Linked DNA regions of Zea mays: region 2 is linked to region 1. A link is a contact called in public Hi-C data. All regions are on one chromosome and are shown on one strand. The core of a region is the stretch at or near the end of the contact, and the rest is flanking DNA. Distances in the headings are between cores, read along the strand shown. Region 1 has its middle 22 kb from the start of LOC103651266. Region 2 has its middle 44 kb from the start of LOC103651267.

Region 1 (6,672 bases), core at 3,737-6,236:
AGATCACTCCATTTCTATTACTTTCATAACAAAAATACAATTGTTCTTATCCACATCTAGAAAAGCACCAAGAGCTAAGGTCTAGAAGGGATACATAACCAGAAACTGACCTGATTCAGGTCACACCACCAAACAACTCATTGTTTTTAAACTGAAACAAACCAGAAACACACACATAACAGCTAAGTTTTCAGCCACTTCTCACTCAATTCAGCAACAGAAAATACTAGACATCAGCAACCCCACAAAAGATTCAAAGACCATCCAACTTGACAACACCTCAGTGCCCACCTTCCTCGCTCGGCGTCTGCGGATTGATCTTTGCATTAGCAGCCTTCAACAGGAGCTTCGCGCCATCATGCAGCAAGTCCTGGAGTTCCCTCTTGCTTAAACCTGTCCATTTCATAATCAACGCACAAGCATGACAAACAATTTCCATCGGAGAATTGATCACAATGTTTTCAAAGCAAGCTTTATTCCTTGCTTTCCATAAGGCCCAGCAAATGGCAGCAGCCCCGACAATTCCAATTTCTTTGCCATCATAAAGATTACGATTAAGCCACATCTAGCACTGTTCAATATTATTTGGAACATGATCAGAATTGAAACATTTAGCTACGCACCCCCACACTGATCTAGCAGTGTGACAGGTAAAAAATAAATGATTAGTCGACTCGAAATCTGGACAAAAACTGCAAGAATTATTACATGTCCAATTTCTACTAATCAACTTCTCTTTAGTCAACAACACATTGTTTTCAAGAAACCACATGAAAACTTTGATTTTTGGAGGAATTTTCCCTTTCCAAATATGATTGAAGCAAGAGCCATACCAGTTACTATCAATGTTAACATATAGAGTTTTCACAGTAAATTCTTTCTTATTGCCCCATTTTCATATAACATCATCACCCAACTCCTGGAATTCAAACATCTGAAATTTTTCAAGAATTTCAGCCCACTTTTTCCTGTCATCATCACTAAACCATCTTCTGAAATCCAGTTGGACATTTTTCTTAATGACATCAATCACAAGAATCTTTTTGTCATTACAAATATCAAACAAGTATGGTTCAGATATAGCAAGAGAAGTATCAAGAAGCCAAGAATCTTCCCAAAATCTAGTCTTATCACCAGATCGCGTAATAATGTGTCTCCCCTGTATGTAATACTCTCTAACTTTAAGCATATCGCTCCACACCTGAGAATCACCCACCCTGGGGCCAATATTAAGGATACTATTACCATGGATGTATTTACTATTCATAATTTCTTGCCAAATCCCCTTCTCGTTTTCAAGTTTCCACCACCACTTGCACATTAAACAAATATTTAGCAGTCTTAAATTCTTAATTCCAAGCCCACTTTTTTTTTTTGCTAGTACAGACTTTATCCCATCTAACAAGATGATATTTCTTTTTATCCCCTTCACCTTGCCAAAGGAACTTCTTCCTTTTCTTATCCAGATTATCAATAGTTGTTTTCAGAAGCAAATACATCGACATATGGTAAATTGGGGAGTTGGATAAGCATGCATTAATCAAGGTAATTCTCCCAACAACAGATAAAGAACTACCCTTCCAGCTATCAAGTCTTTTTTCCAACTTTTCCTCAAGTTTCTTCGCCGCCCGTCAGTCTTCTTTGCATCCGTTGCCTGACCTCTCGCGCATCCACCGCCACCGCACCGTGTCTTCCGTGAAGGACCCATTCGAGGCGGCCATATCGAGGAGCAAGACTCGCCATCCGTTGCTTGACCTCTCGCGCATCCACCGCCACCACACCATGTCTTCCGTGAAGGACCCATTCGAGGCGGCCATATCGAGGAGCAGGACTCGCCGCCGGAGTCGCCAGTTTTGCGCCGCCGCACGAGGAGGAACCCAGAACCCTGAGCCCCGCGGACCTCGCCGAGAAATATGAACCGTGACCCGCCCCACGCTACTCGTCGGCACCGGCGTCGCACGCAGCTGCAGCCTGCAGCCGTGGCCAAGGCTTCCCAGCAGCACTGGTGAGTGGTGACCCTGGCAAGCTCGCTCAAAATGAAGTTCGTGCCCCACCGAACCATGTTTCTTCGGCTCCCTCCCTCCCCAAAAGGCCAAAACCTTTCAGCCAACTCACCTCGTTCATAGAGGTTAGACCGTTAGAGTCATTTCTATAGAATCACAGAAACAGCGGTAGACCCACCCAAGGAGAGCAGGGGACAAAGAACAGGTTTCTGGTCGGATTCCTACTTTTCTATCCTTTCGGCTCATGGATTTTCGCTTTGTTTTAATTTGGAGACTACCTGCTCTTTCCATAATATGCTGCTGAACCATATTTTGTGTTGACATTCTATTTTTTCTGCATTATTTACTGTCGCATATGCATCTGACTGTATCTAATTTTTAGTAATTTTAAATAACTGTCATTTGGTTGATGGCATTGGAGGTTATAAGTAATCATGTTGGTGTTACAGTTGGTGGTGCGAATGGGCATCAGTAGATGGGGACATGGTCCTTTCTGATTCTCTACTTTTTACGCATACTTATCCATTCCCTAATTTGCAGAAGACCATGACACTCAATCCAACTTGCTTCACTCGTGATGAAAACCAACTTGCTGCAGCCTTCTTGCTTCACTCGTGATGAAAACCAACAAGATGCAATATGCCACGAACCTAATAGAACAAACACATGTTCAGTTTGATGTTAAAACTGAGCAGTGCCTGGCAACGCTGCTTGAGATCAAATAAGGCATGTACGCTCACGTATTATGGAATCAGGGTCACCTAAAGATGCCCATGCATGATCTGAGGACAACTGTGTGCAAGGGGAGAATGGTACATTATCATCGCACGATCACTTTAATTGGTACATGTATTCTTTCTGTCACAAGTTTTCTTTTTTTTGGAAAAAAAACTTCTCTCTCATGGGTGGACCCCCAAGTTATCATGTGTGGCAGTCTTGTACTTAACACTAGATTATCTTTATGTGGCAAAATTTGCAGCTAGAGTTACTAATTAATCTTCTTAGCCTGGTAGGATAACTGCTAGACATGTGCATTAAATGCAAACGATACGAATAACTGCTCCATGTGACACCGATACGGATAACTTCTTAGCCTAATTATGTGGCAAAAATTGCAGCTAGACGTGTGCAAATGATACGGATAACTGCTCCATGTGACACCACAATCAACAGAGGACGATGAGACTGCAGTCCCATATACTTTCACCAACTACAATGATGCACGCTCGAGAATACCGGACACTGCTCCCCCACTCTGATCACAGTTCTCGAACAACTTCAGATGGGACACGCACACGTCTGGGCACAACCTCACCCTCGTGAGAAAACTCTGCCTCGCCCGAAGAACGGCTTCAGCCTCGGGAGAAGACTTCGCCTCGCCCAAGCTCAGCCTCGGCCAACTTCCCTGGCAGCAGCCACCAACTCCCCGCGAATCCCGCAGGACGCCACTCCGGCAACTGTTCTAACCACTTCCTACACGACTGCATGCCCTGGTGCAGGTCCGAGCATGGCCTCAGGAGAAACCTCCGTCTCGCCCGAGCATGGCCTCAGCCTAGATAACATCGACAAAAGGACGCCCGACGCCACTAGCCCCCCTTGCGCAGAGACAACTGACATCGGGATGGCTACAGAAACTGCAAGACTGATGTCAAGTCTACTTTACACCATACGGGACGAATTACCATGTGCTTTGCACCATACTTATCACTATTTCAACAACTGTGACTCGGACAACACATCAACAAGCTAGGCCCGGGTACGCATTTGAGCCCCTGATCCTGGCCTCGGCTCTCTGCTCGGTCAAGATATGGGATACAAGGGTCGGATGTCCTTCCCTTGATCCAAGACAACCGCAAGAACAAAGGCCATTCCGGTGGCCATGCTGCTACAGGGGCTCAGGCTTGTCTCCTCTCCCCATTACGACAAACCTTGACGCTCCTAGGATCCCTTCTTGAGGCTATAAAAGGAGGAGTCCAGGGCTTCTAGGAAAGGAGGGGAACAACACTTCACAGGTTTCGCCCTCCACAAACGATATTGACACTTGCCTCAATCATCTTCAGAGACTTGGGATCCACTCCCTCAATCGACTAGCTTGTATCCCCTACTACGAGCACTTAGGTGTAAGATAATATAAGTTTCATCCCCCTCTGCTGGAAGTAGGCTGAGTCTTCTATCGCTCGAACTAGGATAAACCTTCTGTGTCTTCTTGTATCACTTATCTGGACCGGGACACGCATCACTAATTCATTAGTTAGTTAGGACCCTCAGGTCAAAACACCGACAGAGGTAGTCCATCCTTACTTTTTTGTTTGGTAAATGAGTTGATCCATCAACACCTCATTCTTTATAGTTAGTTAGTACTAATATAAGAATGAGGTTATCCCACCAAATTTGAGAAATAGATCCATAATACACCACCTTATTTGGGATGGAGTGATTTCTTAAACTAAACACAAAAGACAGTCTTAAGATGTGTGGCCTACTGGCCCTGTGAAAGGTCAAACTTCTAGCCTTGATTACTGTATTCGTGCGGCTGTCGCTTGTTGGCGTCCACTACGTTTCTAAATTGTCTTTCTGTCTCTGCGTCTGCAAAAAAAATGGCAGGTACTTGTGGAATTGGGCGGCAAATATGTAGCACTGCCGACTGAACCTTTTAATGCTCATGTTCTTTTGCTGCTTCTGGTTACTGAACAGTTTAGCGTCCGACTCGTGACGTCGCATCGAAGTGACTTATGTTGCGTACTTGCGTTCCTAACTTTGTCCCAACCAGCAGTTCTAGAATCGCGGCTTGACCTTCCCGGATCCTGCTGTGCCGGTGGCAAGAAGGTTCAGAAACTGGAATTTTCGCCGTGACAGTTTATTCTCGTCGTCATCCCTCTGTACTTTATGCTTAGCATTCCGGCACGCCTCTGCATGACTGCATGGCCCCATGGCACGAGCAACGCAGCCCACAACTCAGTCGACGAGGCATCGTTGACGAAAGCCATCTGTAGCGCGCAGATGCAGTGCTAGTATTGAGCTTAATTAACAAGGACAACGCTGAGCCTGAGCGTCTCATACATATGCGCACGAGCACGTCACGTATTTATATGTAGGCGAAGGCAACCCTTATTTCCAAGACCAAACCCAGGTCTGTTTTCCGCGCAGGTTCCGAACGAGAGCGTGCCATGTATGCTTGTCAGGTATATTTACCGTTCAGAAAGGGATCGCGATGCATATGCCGATATGCGCAGTGTAGTGGCTGGCGTAGCTAAAAAAAATTCATGAGGTATGTCATAATATTTTTTAATAAATAATCTAGTATAATTCGTAATATTTAAGTATACAATTTTAGATATAAGAATGCCATATAAAACTATAGATATAACCTTTAGAATGCAAATATAAATATATCATATTATTTTTTTTTGGTCTCGGTGGACCGACTTAGGGTATATCGTGGCCCATCCGAACCACCCACTATCTACTCTACTGCTGCTGCGAACTCCTGCCTGCCTGCGGGCTACCTCGCTAATCCCTAACAAGAGCAGCAAAACCATGCTTCAACACTCGGGGGATTAAATCCCCTTCTATTCAAAATTGAATAAAAGGGGATTTAATCTCCCTCCATCCGCTGCCAACCGAATGAGCCCTTAGGATTCTTGGTTTTTCCATCAACATAGACTTTAAGTCCTAAGTAAATTGGAGTGGGCTAGAGTTGAAAACCAACAAGAGAAAGAGACAGAAAGGATATGGGAGAAAGCTTTTGAGAGAACTAAAAGGGAAAAGTCTTAATCACGGTTCGGGCATGTGGATAGCTTCTTTCCAAGCACTTCTATCTAAACCCAACTCCTTTGGGATATTTCATTCCTTCAAGTCCCTTTTGATTGCCTCCTCACATGTCAAGTTTGATCGCACTCTACCTCTCTTCACATTATTGTATCGTCTCATGATACCTCTGTGCACTGGTGCCTCTGGGGTCTTGGATGGATATGTCCAAACCATCTCAACAGGTGTTAAATAAGCTTTTGTTCAATTTGCGCTACTCCTAGCCGATCACGTATGTCATTGTTTCTCACTCAGTCCAATCTTGTGTGCCCACATATCCAGCACAACATACACATCCCTGCGACACTTAGTTATTGGATATGGTTGTCTCTTAGTAGGCCAACACTCAGCCCTATATAACATAGCAAGCCTAACCGTCGTCTTGTAGAACTTACCTTTCAGCTTCTGTGGCACTCTCTTGTCACATAGGACTCCCGATGCTTGACGCTATTTCATCCACCCCGCTTTGATCCTATGGCTAACATCTTCATCAATATCACCATCTCTATATAGCATCAATTCCAAATAACAGAAGGTGTCCTTTTTGGGTACTACCTGGCCTCCCAAGCTTACATCTCCATCCTCACTAATTGTAGTACCAAAGTCACATCTCATATATATACTCAGTTTTGGTCCTGCTACTTCTAAAATCTTTTGACTCTACGGTTTGACGCCATAACTCTAGCTTTCTATTTACTCCTTCCTGCTTTCATCTACTAGAACTACATCGTCAGCGAAAATCAAACAACAAGGGATATCTCCTTGTATATCCCTCGTGACCTCATCTATCACTAAGGCAAATATATAAGGGATCAAATATAAACCTTGATGTAGTCCTATGTTAATTGGGAAAACATTTTTA
Region 2 (7,038 bases), core at 1,792-4,291, 170 kb after region 1:
GACCACTCCCCTACTGTCCTTGCATCTTTTGGGTAAGGTAGTCATCCACTAGCTTTCCTAATTAATCAGCCAAGGGGTCCCATTCCTCCCTTGTGGTAGCAATGTTTTCCCGGGTGGTCGTTCCATGTTCCAATTAACATAATGATCTTATCATGAATAGAAATAATAAACTGATAATAAAAGTGTAATCATGAATAATGTATCTTCATACCCAAAACCACATAAAGCACTAGCAAGTACTACCCAAAAAGTTCAGTGGTAAACAAGGCATAAAGATAGACAAACTAGGGTAACCTATTGGGTCCCATCAAAATTAACCTATGCAGATCATTATGATTAATTAGAACATGAGTGGGTAAAAAGAAGTGATCAAGGGCACAACTTGCCTGGGACATGAGATTCCAGGTACCAACTTTCTTTTCAGATGACTCGTGACCTCGCGCTAGTCGTAGCAATACAAACAAACATGGTATAGGCAAAATTAACATCACACCAAACATGTAAACAAAATATATAATAATAATCTACACATTAAAATAAGATTCTAGGATCAGAAATTATTAATTTTAGAGTTATGGATCTTAAGTTATGAATTTCCAAAGGTTTTATGTATTTGATGCAAGATTAACTAAGAAATAAATTTTATTACTGTTTTCATCAAAACAGAGATACTAGGTGATAAACAACAATATTACAAAATTATAGGAATTGGAATGGATTAATTTGGACTTAGAATGAATTAAATATGAATTAAACAAGTTTATGGATTTATTTTTATATTAAAAACCTATTTTCTTTATTAAATTTTGAATTTGCTAGGGGTTCTTGACTGGGCACAAATAACAGAAGGACGCAGGGGTTATTACGCAAAAAATCATGAGACTCAGGATTTCCCCCGCACAGGACGGCAGGTTTATTTCCGAAAACTGCAGGGTCTCTTTTTAAAAAAAAACTCGGTGGAGGGGTATCGGCTCATTCTAGCCATTGGATCATCAACACACGGTTCAGATTAGATCTTAAGTTATACCCAACCAGTATAAACTCGCCGCTACAGGATCAAGGATCTATGGCCAGCGAGGCCACCACGTCAGCAGCTTCTGCCAGATGTCCGATCGAATCGTACGGTTAGGATTTAATTACACGAAGGGATATTCAGGGTTCTAATCCCAGTCGTTTGCTACCAAATCAATGGCACAGGTCGCATCTTCTTCATCTCGATGAACGCCTGCGGCGGTGTCTAGGGCCTCCGCGGTGGCGGTCTGCCGGCGTGGCACATGTCGGTACACGGATGCTTCAAGTTTACTTTCGAAAAGTCTTACGCCATATGGAAATAACGATGAACTAGTTAGAGGCGTATTACCGGTGGGTGTGGCAGTCGTACGTGCTGGTAGGACTGGGCGTTCGGGTTACCCGATTATTTCGGGTCGGGTAGTTTGGGTTTTGGTAAATTCGGGTAATAGAAACTGATACCCGATCACAGCTTTTAAAACCCGCAACCCGTAATTTCGGGTACCCGTAATTTCGGGTTTGGGTATACCCAATTTACCCGAAATATATAAAAGCACATGTGAGGGCGCGTCTGGCCAGTGGCGCGGCGGCTTGACAGCGAGGCTACGTCCGCGCGTGGCCGCCTGGCCGTTAGGTAGCGCAGCGGCTTGTCGGCGAGGGTGATGTCTGCTGTCTGCGCTTGGTTGCCTGGCCGGTGGCGCGATGGCTTGCCGGTGAGGCCGCCTGTCCGTTGTACGCCTGTCTGCTGTCTACGCGTGGCCGCCTATTCGCCTGGCCGGTGGCCGCCTGTCCGCTGTACGCCTGTACACGCTTCGGCGCTTGGCTGCCTGGCGCCTGGTGTGTGGTTGCTAGTTGCCATTGTGCCTTGCTGAGTTGCTGTTGCCGCCATGCCTTGCTGTTGCCGGAGAACAAAGACTGGAAGTGTAGCCGATGGGGATTGGGGGGCGCCGTAGCCAACGCTGGACAAGGCAGCCGCTGTGGGGCTAGAGCTCGGCCTGGTGCCTGGACGATGTTGGTTATTTCGGGTAGAATGGGTACTTCGGGTACCACGGGTTAATACCCGATTAGGCCCGAACTTAGTTCGGGTATTTAGTTTCGTTACCCGCTAGAGATGTTCGGGTAACAGGCTTCGGGCTAAACGGGTATGGGTTCGGGTATTTCGAGTATAGGGCTTCGGGCTCGAGTTTTATGCCCAGATCTACGTGCTGGCCACAGTGAACGACGGCCCAGCGACGGTGGGATGTCTCCGACAAGCAATTCTGTGCGCGCAAGACAACCCCAGGATCAGGCGAGACACAACGAGCTTCTACGGTCCCCCGACGATGACCCCTGGGCGTCAACCGAGGCTAAGTCGATGGCAAGGTGAAGATGGCTAGCTCACGGCAACTCGCACTCTCTCTCCTCTCTGGGCTTACGGCGTTTGACGTCAAACTCTCGACCGCGGCGGCCCCACACTCGGCTGGGCAAATGAGATCGTGTTTTTTGATGAACCGGGGACAAAACGTGGTGCTATATATAGCCTTGGGCGAAGGCGGGCTGACGTACGCAGTGATCGGCTTGCACGGATCGTAACAGACTCAGCCAATGATCCGGGGAAGGAGAAGATTCTAGCCCCGTGGGGTCCATCTGCCGCAACCCCCACGCACGCAGAGACCAAAGTCCGAGGGCGGAACAAACTAGGGGTGAAAACAGGTAGGGTACCCGAAACGGGTACCTGATACGAGTACTGATTTGGGACCATTTTCCGGATACGGGTACGGGTATTTTTGCATCCGGGACGGATACGGGTACTACCCGGATAAAAACTCATCGGATACGGGACGGATACGGAACAGCCAATACCCGGTAAATACCCGGAACTGGCGGGAGGATACGGGTACCTAGTTGTCGGGTACCCGGTACCTTTTCTCCACCTTGCATCTCAGCCGTGCGTCTCACTGTCTCAGGCAATCAGGCTCTCACGGTCAGCCCATATGTGTGTGGGCCGTAGCCAAAGGCTGAGGCTGCTGAGGCCCGTTGGTTTTTTTAGTGCATTCGGGTGATCGACTGATCGGGTCTTGGACTCTTGGCTTGGGCAGACGACCAGACGCTAGGGCTGGGCAAGGCGCCGCCGCAGCTCTGGCACTAGAGACCGGCCGACTGCACCGCCGCGCCACCGCCAGCGTGTGCCACTTCGACCCCGCCACCGCGCCACAACTGCTTCCGTGCAAGTCTGCAGCCAGCCAGCCAGCCAGGCGCTGTTCACCCGCGCTCGCACGATGCAGCTGCCCCATGCCAGCAGGTCCGGTCCCAACTCGTCGCCACCCGTCGTCGTCGCCGGCTCGTCGTCATCGGCTCCGGCGTCTCGGCAACAACAATCGGAGGCGCCTCGCGGTCGAACTCTCGCGCCGTGGCCCCGGTTTGCAGCCCCTCGCTCTCTTCTAAGGTATTGTTGCTTTCTAGTTTTTTATGTATTTGACTAGCACAATCTACCAGTAACTTTGTTCTTATGCTTTGTGATGGACAATAACAGCACCATGGATGTGGATAATATTTGTGATATTGACAACAATGTGTCTAATGAAGATGAGATACATGGTATTGGGGGGGGGGGGGATGTTAATGGCAATGACAGTGACCACATGGAGGAGGAGGATCATGTTCTTACACCTACTGGTAGTGAGGTGAATGTCAGAAAAAACAAATCCATAGATGGAGACAATCGTGTGGTGAAACGACTACTAGCAACCAAGTCAACTAGTACCTCTACAAGCAAGTTTATGGCATCAGCATTTAAAGCAACAAGGTCAAACAAGAGCACAGATTTAGTGCCTCAACCTCAAGTTTCGAAAGGTGTCCTTTTTACTTTGTTTGTTTCATTTTCAAGTGAATGCAAATGTATATTAACATATTCTTTTTTGTTATAGTTGCACAAGATGCAAGTGCGAGTGCAAGTGAAAATGCAAGCATAGCTGCAAGTGTCCAAATAAGCACTGAAGATGATTGTGATGAAGAATTAGATGTCAAGAAAAAGAAGCTCACTTCATGGGTTTGGGAGCATTTTACAAGGTATGATGTAGAAGTGGAGCAAAATGATGGTTCCATTGTTAAGCAAAAGTGGGCAAAATGCAAAAAAATGTCCACATAAAGCTAAGGCCGATAGTTCGAATGGCACAAAGGCTTTTAGTAACCATTTAAAGCTGAGGCATAAGATTTTGAAGGGTCAACAACACTTAACTCAGAATGGGGATACTATACAAACATATAAATATGATGAGAATTTTAGTGTGAGACTGCTCTATTATGCCATCATCATGCATGAGTATCCTTTTAGTATTGCCCAACACAAGTACTTGGTGAAATTTATCAAATCACTGCGACCATCATTTCCTTTGAAGTCTCGTGTTACTGTTCGTAAAGAGATCATGGATCTTTATATTGAGGAAAAGAATATGTTGTATGCACAATTCAAAAATCACTGCGACCATCTTTGAAGTCTTGGTTGAATGCATTAAACATCAGCAAGTGTTTGAAGAAGTTCTATGATGTCACATTACTTTTTTCTAGCACTTCATATCCTACTGCAAATCATTTCTTTCGTAAATTTTCTGAGATAAAGATGGCTATTGCAAGATGGTGTGATAGTAGTGATCCCATAATCTGCACTATGGCATACTCTATGAGAGACAAGTTTGATAAGTACTGGGAGATGAACAATATGGCTTTGGCAGTGGGAGCATTTCTTGATCCTAGGTACAAACACAGAATGGTTGAGCTATACATGTCTAAGATGTATGATAGTGAGATGGCCGAGTTGGAGAAAATGACATTCATGAATGTTATCAATGAATTATTTGCATTCTATTCATCAACCATCAATGCAAAATCAACTAATAAGGGTACTAGCTCGAAGGATTCTGTGGCAAGCAAAAATGTTGTTTTGATGGATGACGATGATGAGAATGAGGTTAATCTTGATGAGTTATATGCAGCAACAAACAATGTGAAGAAAGTGTCTGAATTGGATCTTTACATGAGTGACGGCCTAGTGAAGGCTAATGAAGGTGATGCACCATTTGATGCCTTATCATGGTGGAAGGGGCAAGTGACAAATTTTCCTATTCTTTCTAGCCTTGCTCGTGATGTACTATCAATGCAAGTGTCAACTGTTGCTTCAGAGTCGGCATTTAGCTCTGGTGGACGTGTGGTTGATTCCTTCCGTTCGAAGCTTAAACCTAAAATTATTGAAGCCTTGGTTTGTACTAAGGATTGGAAGCTTGCTTCAGACAAAGGTTTTATTTTCTTGTACATGTGTTCTTGTATTTTTTTTGTAAATGATGATGATGGCTACTACTGATATGTTTTATTGTTCTCTATTGATTTCAGATTTGGAGGGTGAAATAAAAACTATAAGTGAAGCTATGAATGCTATGGAGGTGGACGATGAGGTTGCGACTTGAGATCTTCAAGCAAGCATGGATTGCTTGCACTATCTTATGTTATTTAAAAACTATCCTTTATTGTAATAGTCTATTGTGTTGAACTGTCTTGTGCTATGTTAAACTCTTGGGTGATGTGAACTTATGAACGATTGTGTTAGACTATTGTATGGTGTGAACTTATTGCTATATTGTGTTGTTGATCTATGGTTTATGTAATGCTATATTGTATGATGTGTTGAATGATGTGAACTTATTGCTATATTATCATGTTGAACTATTGTCTTGTATGATGTGAATTTATTGTTATATTGTCATGCTAGAGTACTATATTGTATGATGTAAACTTATTGATATATTATTATGTTAGAGTACTATGTTGTATGATGTATACTTATTATTATATTACCATGTTGGACCAACTGAATTATAGCGAATGTATGCATTATCCGATAAGTACATGTTATCCGCAATGTATCCGGCTACACAATATCTGTATCCGTCCCGTATCCGCCCGAATAAATATCCGGTCCCTATATCCGTATCCGTCCTGTTTCTAACTATCCGTATCCGATCCCGAATCCGATTAAAATACATTAGGGTAGGATACGGGATGGCCTATTATCCGTCCGTATCCGCCCGTTTTCACCCCTAGAACAAACAACTAGGGTCAAGGAGAGCCCGAACAGATCCTGCGTTCCAGCCTTCCAGGCTGAGCTTATCCAGAGGTGGAAGATGATCCCGGTACAGCGGACCCACGCATAAACGACATAAGGAAATATTCCGATGACATGCTGTGGTAGTGACATCATCCCGGCCGAAGGAATAGAAAAGGATAAAAAACAAAAGGGAAGTTGGGCTTGCACCCGTGTTAGTTTTGGAGAGCAATGGGGCAAGCGACCATGGGCTCACGGTAATGGTGGAGCTTCTCCATTTATTTTATTTTCAGTTTTCTTTCTATTTTCTTCTTTCAGTTTTAAATTTCAAATCCACGCTTTGCAGTCAAGTGCAACAATAAAAAAATACTCAACATGAATGTAAAGTTTTTATTTTTATTTTTATTATATATGTATATATATATTCATTGCTTTACTCATTTATTTGTTAGTTGGATAATATAAAGTCATTAATTGAGTATGCACAAAGAAAAGGAAATCAAATAATTCCTAGAACACTAACATATAAGTATAGTTATTTATTTATCTTATTATTTTTTTATACATATTTTGGGCTTTACACTTTCATACATTGAGGCAGCATTTGACAACAGCACCCGTGCTAGCTCAGCCTGACAATACCAAACCCTTTGAGGTTTATTGTGATGCTTCAGGTACTAGATTGGGATGTGTCTTGATGCAAGACAACAAAGTCATTGCTTATGCCTCCCGAGCACTCAGACCCCATGAGCAGAACTACCCCACACATGATCTGGAGTTAGCAGCCGTAGTGCATGCTCTTAAGATATGGAGACACTACTTAATGGGAGCTCATTGTAATATCTACACTGATCATAAGAGTCTCAAATATATCTTCACCTAGGCTGATCTTAATATGAGGCAGAGAAGATGGTTAGAATTAATCAAGGACTATGATTTGGAAGTGCATTACCATC

What was found. A called contact is a pair of places that touch in the nucleus more often than the background predicts.
Region 2: a Hi-C map of leaf shows a contact between it and region 1, with 2.9 times the contacts expected there. The contact joins two enhancer-like sites. A contact is called at or near these places in 2 of 25 Hi-C or Micro-C datasets (leaf and tassel).

The regions. Positions count from the first base shown.
Region 1 is chr3:208,387,490-208,394,161 of Zm-B73-REFERENCE-NAM-5.0, forward strand. No RefSeq gene overlaps it. Among protein-coding and RNA genes, the nearest start is that of LOC103651266, 22 kb to the right of the region's middle. Within about 2 kb of position 4,987, at least 7 of the 20 cell types and tissues checked have an H3K27ac peak or open chromatin away from gene starts, as enhancers often do. A contact at or near this core is called in leaf, where this site is marked.
Region 2 is chr3:208,558,535-208,565,572 of Zm-B73-REFERENCE-NAM-5.0, forward strand. No RefSeq gene overlaps it. Among protein-coding and RNA genes, the nearest start is that of LOC103651267, 44 kb to the right of the region's middle. Within about 2 kb of position 3,042, at least 19 of the 20 cell types and tissues checked have an H3K27ac peak or open chromatin away from gene starts, as enhancers often do. A contact at or near this core is called in leaf, where this site is marked.